Linked DNA regions of Canis lupus: region 2 is linked to region 1. Evidence: chromatin contacts called from public Hi-C data. All regions are on one chromosome and are shown on one strand. The core of a region is the stretch at or near the end of the contact, and the rest is flanking DNA. Distances in the headings are between cores, read along the strand shown. Region 1 overlaps TBL1XR1 (F-box-like/WD repeat-containing protein TBL1XR1). Region 2 has its middle 180 kb from the start of KCNMB2.

Region 1 (5,205 bases), core at 1,894-4,393:
CGATGGGAAGCTTCCTTAAAACTCCTGGCCCCCGGATGTCTTAGTTCATGGACCACCACAGTAGGAAAAGAATACTTTAAAGATAGCGTATCTCACAGGCTCTTGCATTAGTCATGGAAAAGAACCATTCATCAAGGATAATGTTTTCCCGTTGGTGGAAGATTCAAATTCACAGTGAATAATATGTTTGAAAAGTCCACACTTCCACAAACTATAACTTGCAGTTCAGAATCACCAAGCTCAACAAACATTTGTTAACCATCCTTTTCACGGTAACCTGTAAATTTCATTAAGTTAAAATAAATGGTTTCTGAGCCAAACAGTATATGAGGGCAATAAGGCCTTTGACTTAAGATAGAATAAGGTCCTATGTTGAGAAGATAATTCTTAGTCCTGACCCTACAGGAATTTGTTTTAGAAAAATTTCATAAGAACTGAGAACTTCTGCTGGAGAAACCGTTTTTAAAAAAAGACCTCATTCATTGGAATGAGATTTGGATTTGGAAGATCCTTTGGAAAGTCGCACAAAAGTTGTTGGACAGGGGCTGGAGGAGGAAAGGGTGTTTGTTTGCTGAAGAAAGAACCACGAACCCCATGAAATGCTCAAGAATACTAAAATTGTCTAAGATGTTTCTTAGGCTTGGGAAGACAGGTAAAAAATGGATGCAAAGTCACAAGGAAGGAAAGAAGGCAACATGGAATAAAGGAAAATATACAGGAACTTTAAAAATGCTAATTTTCCACAAATCAATCATAGTTGGAAATGGAAACAAACAGAGCTGGTTATCATGTACTTGAAACCGACGGGTGAAGCTTTGTCAACGAGGAGCTCAAACTTTCTGGTGAGTCAGAGCACTAAAGGTATCTCTGAAAGATGTGGAATGACATAGAGGATCAGCTAACTGTAAGATTCCCACAGCTACAGCAGAGCCTAGACTAATGGTCCCTAAAAGGCAGTCGGCAATGAAGTCTTCAGCAGTTCTGAGCAAAATGAGAAAAACAAGAACATGCTTTTATTTTGCAAATTTCTCTTACCCCTAGCAAAGGACTTCGCAGTTAAGGACTTAGTGTGTGCCAGTTGTTGATTTTCATCTATCACCCCATTTATGTACTACCATTACCACACCTCTACCTAACATTTGAGGAGCATGAAGTGCAGAGGGGCAACCACCAGTGTGACAAAGGTTCTGCTGCAAGATCAACTGCAGAGCTGCAAGTCGAACCTAGGTCTGACTGCTGGAGGGCCAGCCTTTGATTTAATAGCATATTTGAGAACGGGGAGTCCTAGGTTGTCGTTCTTATTAGTGAAATTCAAAAATATCTGAACAAATGGACAAACGCTGCTATTAGTCTGAGGTTCAGAGATGTTAAGTAGATTAGGAACTGTAGTCATCACGGATAATACAGTGATACTCACATTCCAATCTAGGGATGTCACATCCTTGTTGCTTGGGACATCTTGCCCTCCTTCCCGTATACAATGTCTAAGTACTAATTGTGTGGAGCCACTAGTGCTATTTTCACTAAGATTCCATATTCTTGCTGTTGAGTCTCCAGACCTAGAAAGTATGCAATATATTTTAAATTGTCATGATATTCTCAAGTATCCCAGAATCAAAGCAACATATTTACATACTATTATTAATAAGGCAAATAAAAACTAGACTCTCTGGGGTTTCCATTTCCACTATATTCCTTAGTCTCCATTTTGGGGGCCCTCAGCACTTTTGAAGAAGCTTAATTAAAACTTCTAAGATTATGGGGGCACCTGGAGGGCACAGTTGGTTGAGCAACTGACTCTTCCTTCTGGCTCAGGTCATGATCTCACAGGTCCTGAGACCCAGCCCCAAGTCGGGCTCTGTACTCAGTGTGGGGGCTGCTTGAGATTCTCTCCCTCTCCCTCTCCCTCTCCCCCTCCTGCTTGTGTGTGCGCATTCTCTCTCAAATAAGTATACCTTTTCAAAAAATAACTTAAGATTAAGTTATGAAGAAATAAAGATTTACAGAGACAAAAGGACCACAAAGAAGCAACAAAAACATGTCAGTAATGCTTTTATAAAATGTGTACTCGTTCAGTAGGATATTTAAGTCTCACATTAAGAAACATACCCCGATGCCAAGAGATCACTAACGGGGTTCCAGGCACAGATGAAAACTTCGGATTCATGGCCCCGTAACACAACTGCTTTATTAGGAGGGATTTCAACATCCCCGTCCACTTCCATCATATCAGTATGATTATCTGTGTCATGAGAATCAAGTGGAAAATTCCGGTTAGGTATTATTATAACGCCCTGAGGGGGGAAAATAATTCTTAACCAGCATTTTATACCTCCCTTGTAACATATAATGTAAAAAAACAAAAAACAAAAACCAAAAACCAAAAAACTATGTCAGGTAATGGCAAAAATAATTATACAGCACTTGTCACACGAGAAATAAATTCCTATCTTTAGTTACGTCTGACCCTACTATTTTTAAAAAGATGTGTGTGTGTGTGTGTGTGTATGTGTGTGTGTGTGTGTGTGTGTTTGGGGTGATGAGGAGGCAGTGAGAAAGACTGCAAAAAGGTTAGAGCCAAACAAGGCTAAAATGATAAAATGATCTGAATTAAATATAGTCCATGCCAACACTATTCTGAATTTCTGCCAGTAGGGGTTGCTGATATCATTCATATAACATGAGAGTTGCCTTCCTATCTCCATGTCAGAGCTTTACTGGGTTAATGACTAGTATTACAAATTTTCTTTCAAAGTCAAGAGCAAACAACAAAATTTATCTTATAGTAGAAAATGGTTTCTAAATATTTAAAGAAGAAAATAAAATCCATGAAAGTAAATCTAGCTTTTTGGAGCTTCAGGAATAAAAATCTGAATTGTGATACAAGTTAAGGGAACAAGTTGGCATAAATGAAACAGACGATGTTACTTCAGTTTAGAAGATGACACATCTACACAAAGCAAAATACTTTTCCTGCAAAGGAATTTTTAGAAATTCTTATTTCAGCTCACTTGCTATAGTATGTGCTCCGTTCTCCTCCCCATTTGCTGTGTTTTCTCCATTTTTTGCAGACCCCTGTTGGTTTGTGGCGGCTGTGGAGGTGGCGGCAGCTGCGGCCTGCTGCTGTGCGAGCTTATCCCTGTAAGCTTGCTGTCTGGTCTGCACCACATCAGGCATTACGGCGTCTATCAGCGACAGAGACTCTATTGGCCGACCATCGAACAAGGTACCATCCTGGAGATGGAGAATTTTGAGGCAGAAAACACGAAAGAGACATACTTAGGGTGAAGCAACGGCAAGGAGCTGCTGAAATTCTCCTTCCCACCTAGTTCATACTGGTGAGGATAAAGCCGAAATATTGAAAGGAATAGTGAAAAGTGGGCCCAGGTGATAAGAAGTTTATTAATTAGATCCCAAAATTCCGTCGGGGAAAAGCAATGAACAACACTAAGGAGTTCATGCAACGGGAAGAGAGGCTTGGGGCCACATTAGGATAAACACTTCTTTACAACAAAAAACTTTTAAAATAGCTTTAAGAGGACTTGGTGCATCTGGGTGGCTCAGGGGCTGAGCGTCTGCCTTTAGCTCAGGGCGTGACCCCGGGGGGGTCCCAGGATCCAGTTCCGCATTGGGCTCCTCTCGAGCAGCCTGCTTCTCCCTCTGCCTGTCTCTCTCATGAATAAATAAATAAAATCTTAATAAAAAAAAGGACTAAAAAATTTCTCGTAATTTGATTCAATATCAAAACAAGAAACAGTCGTCAGATGCTCGGCCATCTGATCGTCTCATTCTCCTAACGACGAGATGGGAGCACTAAGGTTTAGAGGCAGATGTGCGGAAGTCCCAGGGCCAGGCCAGGCGCCGGGCACTCCTAGCTGGCGCTCTTCCTCGGTGACCTGAGGACCACCAGCACGGCCACCGCACCTGTAGTCTGTTAGAAACGGACAGTCAAACCTACAGAGTCGAAATCTCTGAGGGGCTCGGGAATCCCTGCTTTCACAAGCCCTCTCGGGTAGTTCTAGCACACGAACATTCGAGAAGTACCACCCTCACTCTGAGACGGGTGCTCTTTAATTTTATGGCATTGCTGTAAGTTTACAAAGCTCCTCCCATTGATATCAGGAGGCTACAAGTTAATAAAAAGTTCTCCAGTGGCCACATGGAGACAGAACAAGTCAGAAACAGAAACTGGGACAATGCACATGTAAGGCCCAACTCACTCAGGCTGCTCAAGGTGCACTAACCCAAGACCTACCTACAGGGCAGTGAGGGGGTTGCTCTGAGCTACAACAACACCGCGCATCTTTCTGAGCTGTCAGCTGCAATGGAGTATTTGAGGAGCTGGAGAATTTAAGTAATTTATTTAATGCCAACACAGATACACCGTAGAGTACTACATTAAATCTACAAAATATGTATTTTTCAGATACCATGAGACTTTAACTCTGGCCACTGGTGGAGACTGTTTCTCACCCCCTGTGATAAAGGATAATCTGGGACAGAAAACACTAAAAGTCAATGAGGACACATTTAATTTAATATTAGTGGATTTTTCAGTTTTGGAGATGAAGAAACTCAAAAATAATGAAATCAGAATTAGAGTACTACATAATTATAATAATAAATACTGGTATAGAAACCAAGGAGGTTTATTTAAAAAAAAAAAAAACTTGCTAAAGTAAAGGGGAACATGTTAAGCTCTGAAATGAAAATAAAGAGCTCCACGTATTATAAATCTTGATCACTTATGAAAATTTTCAGCTAGACCAAGGTTTGCAAACTTTTTCTGTGAAAGGCCAAACAGTAAATATCTAAGGCTCTGCGGAGCATAAGGTCTCTGTCACAACCATTCAATACTGCCACTGTAGCACACAAGTAGCCGAGACAGTACATAAATGAAGGAGCGTGGCTGGGTTCCAATCCAGCAACGGGCAAGCAGGCAGGATTTGGCTCATGGGTCATCGCTGGCCGGCACTGGAATTGTATAGGCAAAAGCATCAAGAGTTGGCTTTAATCATAACCTGCCTTCCAAAATCAGGTATAACCAAATAACCTGAGGTTTTGGGATTTTTCAGACTGCCAATTACGGTCTCCGTGTTCCACAGCACACTGTTGTTTTAAAGAGAACGGTTTCTTATTAGTTACTTATAAAACCATAGAAAGGGAAATAAATGAGAACCAAAGGTTCGTGCAGCTGGGAGCCAG
Region 2 (5,179 bases), core at 2,394-4,893, 1.0 Mb after region 1:
AACATTACAAAGTCCTGGTGGCCTGGACTCATAGAAATTCAGTGTGTAGTTGGCCAACAAGTGAAATAATCCGTAGGAACTGTATCCAAATTGAGGAGGAATTCCCTCAAATCTCAGAGATTCTGTCTGGACCCCAGAAATGGTAAACCTCGAAGGTAATTATAGTTTGTTTTCAAAAGTCTGCATTGGCCAGGGATTAGCTTACCCCAACCACCAACTACAGCCTTAAGATCAAAGATGGTGCATTTCATGATCAAACAGCTCTTTTTAGTCAGGTATAATGAACCCTTGCTGTATAATGGAATCCACTGGTGTGATGGTTTAGAATCGTGTTCTCATAAAGTCAAATAGGGCAAGGAATAAAGAACTGCACTATTTCGACAGTCCACGGTAACGCCCCAGATTCTTTGGTGACGGGGCACACAGGGCTTCGGCACTCGGGGAGCGCCACGAGAAGAGAGGCCTCAGCGGGTCTGAGGCCAAAGTCGGGCAGCTGGTTGACGATGGTTCGGACTCAGCTTGTCCCAGTGTCCTTACCCAGTTCACAGAAAGTCCATCAACACTAGTTATTTCGCACCCAGTGTCTCCGGATCTCTTTAAAACACTAAGCAACGGATCATCTTCTAACTTCTTGTGAGATGGGGAAGAAATATCATTTTGCCTTTACAGATGGAATATTTGAAATGTAAAATAGCATATCCAAGGCCAGACAGGAACTCAGCACCGTGATTAAATAAAAACTCTGAGTTCCCAACATCTAAGCCTTGGCAAAGGAATTTGTCACATTGCCTTTTTATAGAGAGAGCATGGAAACCCAGGGGGATGCATAAGGAAGAACTATGAATTTTAAAGCGGTACGGAAATCTGTTTAATTTAGGCTGAAGTTAAGAGGTAATCAGCTCGATCCCTCCCCCTCCCGCCCGGACACGCGGGTGGGACGACCAGTCACTTGGGCGACGTGGAAGGACCCGTATAGGCCGAACGGTCTCAGGGGTGGGCAAGAGAGACATGAGGGGACAGGGAGGACTTAGATGCTGTCATCTGTGCTTTCACAGAACTTAAGAAAAGAAGCATTAGCGCTAGTGAGACGTTTACCTCGCTGGGTCATTGCACACCCTGGAATAGGGTTAATGACCCATGGCGGCATCTTATGACCGATGTGAAGGAGCTGTTCATCCAGGGAGGCCTTCTGTGCTCTGGGGCCCTTGGGCTACTCCTGGTAGCACGTGCTTGTGTCACTGCGCCGCGATCTAATGACTCATCAAGGAGAAAGGTGTGCACCGCAAGCAGCCCCACACAGTCTGCTTCATGTTTGCTTCACAGAAGGCAAAGGCCATCGTGGGAATCCATCACTGAGGGGTCTGAGTTCTGATAGCGAGGAGCACTCCTACCCCACAAGGTAATTTCCCTTCCCACACGCAAGCTCCGGCTTCCTCGCTGACAGGAGGGCTATGGGGTAAGGAGAGCTCCAGCTGTAGGTGAATGTTCTCTTCCAGGTTCCTCACTGGGCCACCATCGGAACTTCCGGGTTCCTCACTGGGCCACCATCTGACTGTCCAGGTTCCTCACTGAGCCACCATGACCTTCCAGGTTTCTCACTGGGCCACCATCTGACCTTCCAGGTTCCTCACTGGGCCACTATCTGACCTTCCAGGTTCCTCACTGGGCCACCATCCGATCTTCCAGGTTCTTCACTGGGCCACCATCTGACTGTCCATGTTCCTCACTGGGCCACTATCTGAGTGTCCATGTTCCTCACTTGGCCACCATCTGACCTTCCAGGTTCCTCACTGGGCCACCATCTGACTGTCCAGGTTCCTCACTGGGCCACCATGACCTTCCAGGTTCCTCACTGGGCCACCATCCGACCTTCCAGGTTCCTCATGGACCACTATCTGACTGTCCATGTTCCTCACTGGGCCACCATCTGACCTTCCAGGTTCCTCATGGGCCACCATCTGACTGTCCAGGTTCCTCACTGGGCCACTATCTGACTGTCCATGTTCCTCACTGAGCCACCATCTGACCTTCCAGGTTCCTCACTGGGCCACCATCTGACTGTCCATGTTCCTCACTGGGCCACCATCTGACCTTCCAGGTTCCTCATGGGCCACCATCTGACTGTCCATGTTCCTCACTGGGCCACTATCTGACTGTCCATGTTCCTCACTGGGCCACCATCTGACCTTCCAGGTTCCTCATGGGCCACCATCTGACTGTCCATGTTCCTCACTGGGCCACTATCTGACTGTCCATGTTCCTCACTGAGCCACCATCTGACCTTCCAGGTTCCTCACTGGGCCACTATCTGACTGTCCATGTTCCTCACTGAGCCACCATCTGACCTTCCAGGTTCCTCACTGGGCCACTATCCGACCTTCAGGGTTCCTGGCTCTGGAAGTGGAAGCCCTGGCTGTGGAGGCAGAGAGTGGAGGGCCTGACGGCCAATCCCAGTGGCTCTCTTCAGGTGATGTGCACCAGCAGAGGCCAGGGGCCGACCTGCCCCCAGAGTCTCCGTCACCCACCTGCCCCCTCCATCCACCGTCAGAGTCACTGAAGGGAAGAGGGCCCAGACGGAGCTGCGGCCTCTGGGGGCCTGGGCTGCTGGGCGGCTCTGGGACCCCCGCCGGTGGACTGAGCATGACAGACATGGGACTGTGCTTCGCCTGCGGGAAAGCAGTACCCTGTGCACAGCACGGTGAGACCCATGCCTGCTGGACACTGTGGGACCCAGGAAGGGGACAAGTGGGCTCCTGGTCTCCACGGGCTGGAGGAGAGACTGAGAGCTGTTAGGATTGTGGGCGTCCCCAGGGCAGTGTCGTCGGAGAGCGGCCGGGCCAGGAGGGCCTCAGAGCTTCCCGCCAACTGTGCCTTGTCTCTGCCCAGGCGGCTTGGCCCGATGCGCTGTCCATCCCATGCCTGTCCCCCTTCCAAGCAACCTGCGCTCAACCCGGGGAGATGCAAAGAGAGAGAGAGAGAGAGAGAGAGGTGTCTCCCCAGGCTCTTCCCGTGCCCGGGGTCAGTCACCTCCCCCGTCACTGCCGCCTTCAGAGAATCAGCGGCAAAGTTGAGGAAGTGGATTTTTGTCACCTTTGCTGCTCACTCTGGAAGGAGCAGGGGCGATGGCCTTGTGATGGGACCATGACACCACAGCGCACGAGAGACAACCAACCATCGGTGCCCAACGTCTACGTGCTCATCTAGGTGTTCGTGCATCAGGACCGAGGGCCTTGTGGTTGACAGGGGAGGTGGCCTCACTCGAGCGAGCGCCCGGGGCCGGGGCCGTGGAGCAGCCCTGACCTGCAGCGAGCGCGCGCTCCCGACGCTGCCTGATGCGCGGTGACCTCACCAACAAGCAAACCACAAGTTGTAGGAGAAAGTCACAGAAGAAAATGGAGCCACTTCTGCACACGATGTATTTGTGGAAAAGACAGGACAACAAAACGCTTCGGGACGCTGTAAGCTCTAGGGACCTGAGCAACACACCAAGGAGGCTGAAGAGAAGACCCCGCGGCCTCCGGCCCTGCCCCTCAGGACAGTAGAGATGTGTCCACAGCCTTCTGTCCCTCCGAGCCACCCACCACCTCGCCGCTCAGGTGTGTACCGGCCCAAGCGGCCCTGTCCTCAGCAGCCTGCTGCGTCCTCTCCTGCAGGGCCATGTCCTCTCCGCATAGGGCCACGTCCTGTCCTGCAGGGCTGCGTCCTCTCCACACAGGCCATGTCCTCTTCGGCAGGGCCACATCATGTCCTTCAGGGCCACATCCTCTCCTGCTGGGCTGCATCCTCTCCACTCAGGACCACGTCCTCTCCTGCAGGGCTGCATCCTCTCTGCTCAGGTCCATGTCCTGTCCTGCTGGGCCGCGTCCTCTCCTGCTGGGCCTCCCCCGCCACGTGGGGCTGGCCTCCCGGCCCAATGCTGCAGCTGTGAGCACTGCACACCCGCCACAGGGACGCAGGGCCCTGTCACCGGGAGCGTCAGTGCACAGACACCCGCGCCTTGGAGACACCCAGCCAGAGCGCCCCCCACCGGGTGAAGGCAGCCCCGTGAAGGCGTCCAGGACACCAGGCAAACCGTCACCTCCCAGGGAGTCTCGGCGGCACAGGCAGGCCGCTCTGTCCCCGCCTAACCTGCTGCACATGGGACACAACGATGATGGGGAAGAGGAGAAACCAGCGTCTCCCTTCCCCTGCAGAGCCAGCAGCCGACCTCAGGGAAAACCACTTGAAGGGCAGTGAGGCCTGCATGTCACAAAGGCTCCCAGTTCTAAGGTCCCCCACAAAACGCTCTTGTCCTCTAGCTCCCGGACTGCCGCCCCGGAGGCTGGTTGGCGGGCACAGATACGTCACGTGTGGCCATCCCACTGGTTCCAGATGAACTGGTTGCTCAAAATACTTTTATAGACATAATTTTAAAGCTTAACAATATCAGAAAACATTTCAGAAAGTGATAGATTACAATGTTGAAACTGCGAAAGCCCTTCAAAGTAGACAAAAAATCATTGTTGACCGTTTTACTACTTTAAGCCAAAAATAGAGTTGTAAAGTTTCCCAGTAACTTCTTTCTCACATCTCCTACATCCCCTGACAAGTTGTTTTTCAAAGAAACAAGGACACGCTGCCTGATGAAGAACATGAGAGGGGGTGGATGTCGTCTGTGAGCCAGTGCTGAGAGGCACTCACTCAAGAAGAGCAAAGCCCAGTGAATGTTAATAAAAAAACAATGGGCTTAATTATATTTAAAAAGGTCTATTGCAGGGCACCTGGGTGGCTCCATCCTTGAGCGTCTGCCTCCAGCTCAGGTCATGACCCAGGGTCCTGGGATGGAGCCCAATCCAGACCCCTGCCCAGCAGAGAGTCTGCTTCTCCCTCTCCCTCCCCCTTCTTGTGCTCCCTCTCTCTTTCTCTCTCTCTTTCTCTGTCAAATACATAAATTTTAAAAATCTTTAAAAAAAAAAAGGTCAATTGCTATTGACACTGAAGAAAAGTAGACCTTTATTCTTTCAAGAATTAGCATGATTTTAGGTAAGACAAATATAAGACTGGAGTTTTCAGTTACTAGGAACATATTTTGGGTCCACACATCCTCGTGATTTATCTCTCAGTTCTCACCAAAACACTGTACGTGTTATCAGCTCCATTTTAAAGTCAAGGGGAAAAACTCAGAAAGGTTAAAGGGCTC

Evidence for each region. Hi-C and Micro-C count contacts between places; a contact is called where the count stands out from the background.
Region 2: a contact with region 1 is called in a Hi-C map of blood, with 4 times the contacts expected there. The contact joins two enhancer-like sites. A contact is called at or near these places in 3 of 9 Hi-C or Micro-C datasets (amygdala, blood and skin fibroblasts).

The regions. Positions count from the first base shown.
Region 1 is chr34:40,849,393-40,854,597 of UU_Cfam_GSD_1.0, forward strand. It overlaps TBL1XR1 (F-box-like/WD repeat-containing protein TBL1XR1), which reads right to left. Exons shown (of 15, transcript XM_038583941.1): 4 at 3,012-3,234; 5 at 2,110-2,242; 6 at 1,418-1,559. Among named protein-coding and RNA genes, the nearest start is that of TBL1XR1, 140 kb to the right of the region's middle. Within about 2 kb of position 3,144, at least 3 of the 20 cell types and tissues checked have an H3K27ac peak or open chromatin away from gene starts, as enhancers often do.
Region 2 is chr34:41,867,793-41,872,971 of UU_Cfam_GSD_1.0, forward strand. No RefSeq gene overlaps it. Among named protein-coding and RNA genes, the nearest start is that of KCNMB2, 180 kb to the right of the region's middle. Within about 2 kb of position 3,644, at least 4 of the 20 cell types and tissues checked have an H3K27ac peak or open chromatin away from gene starts, as enhancers often do.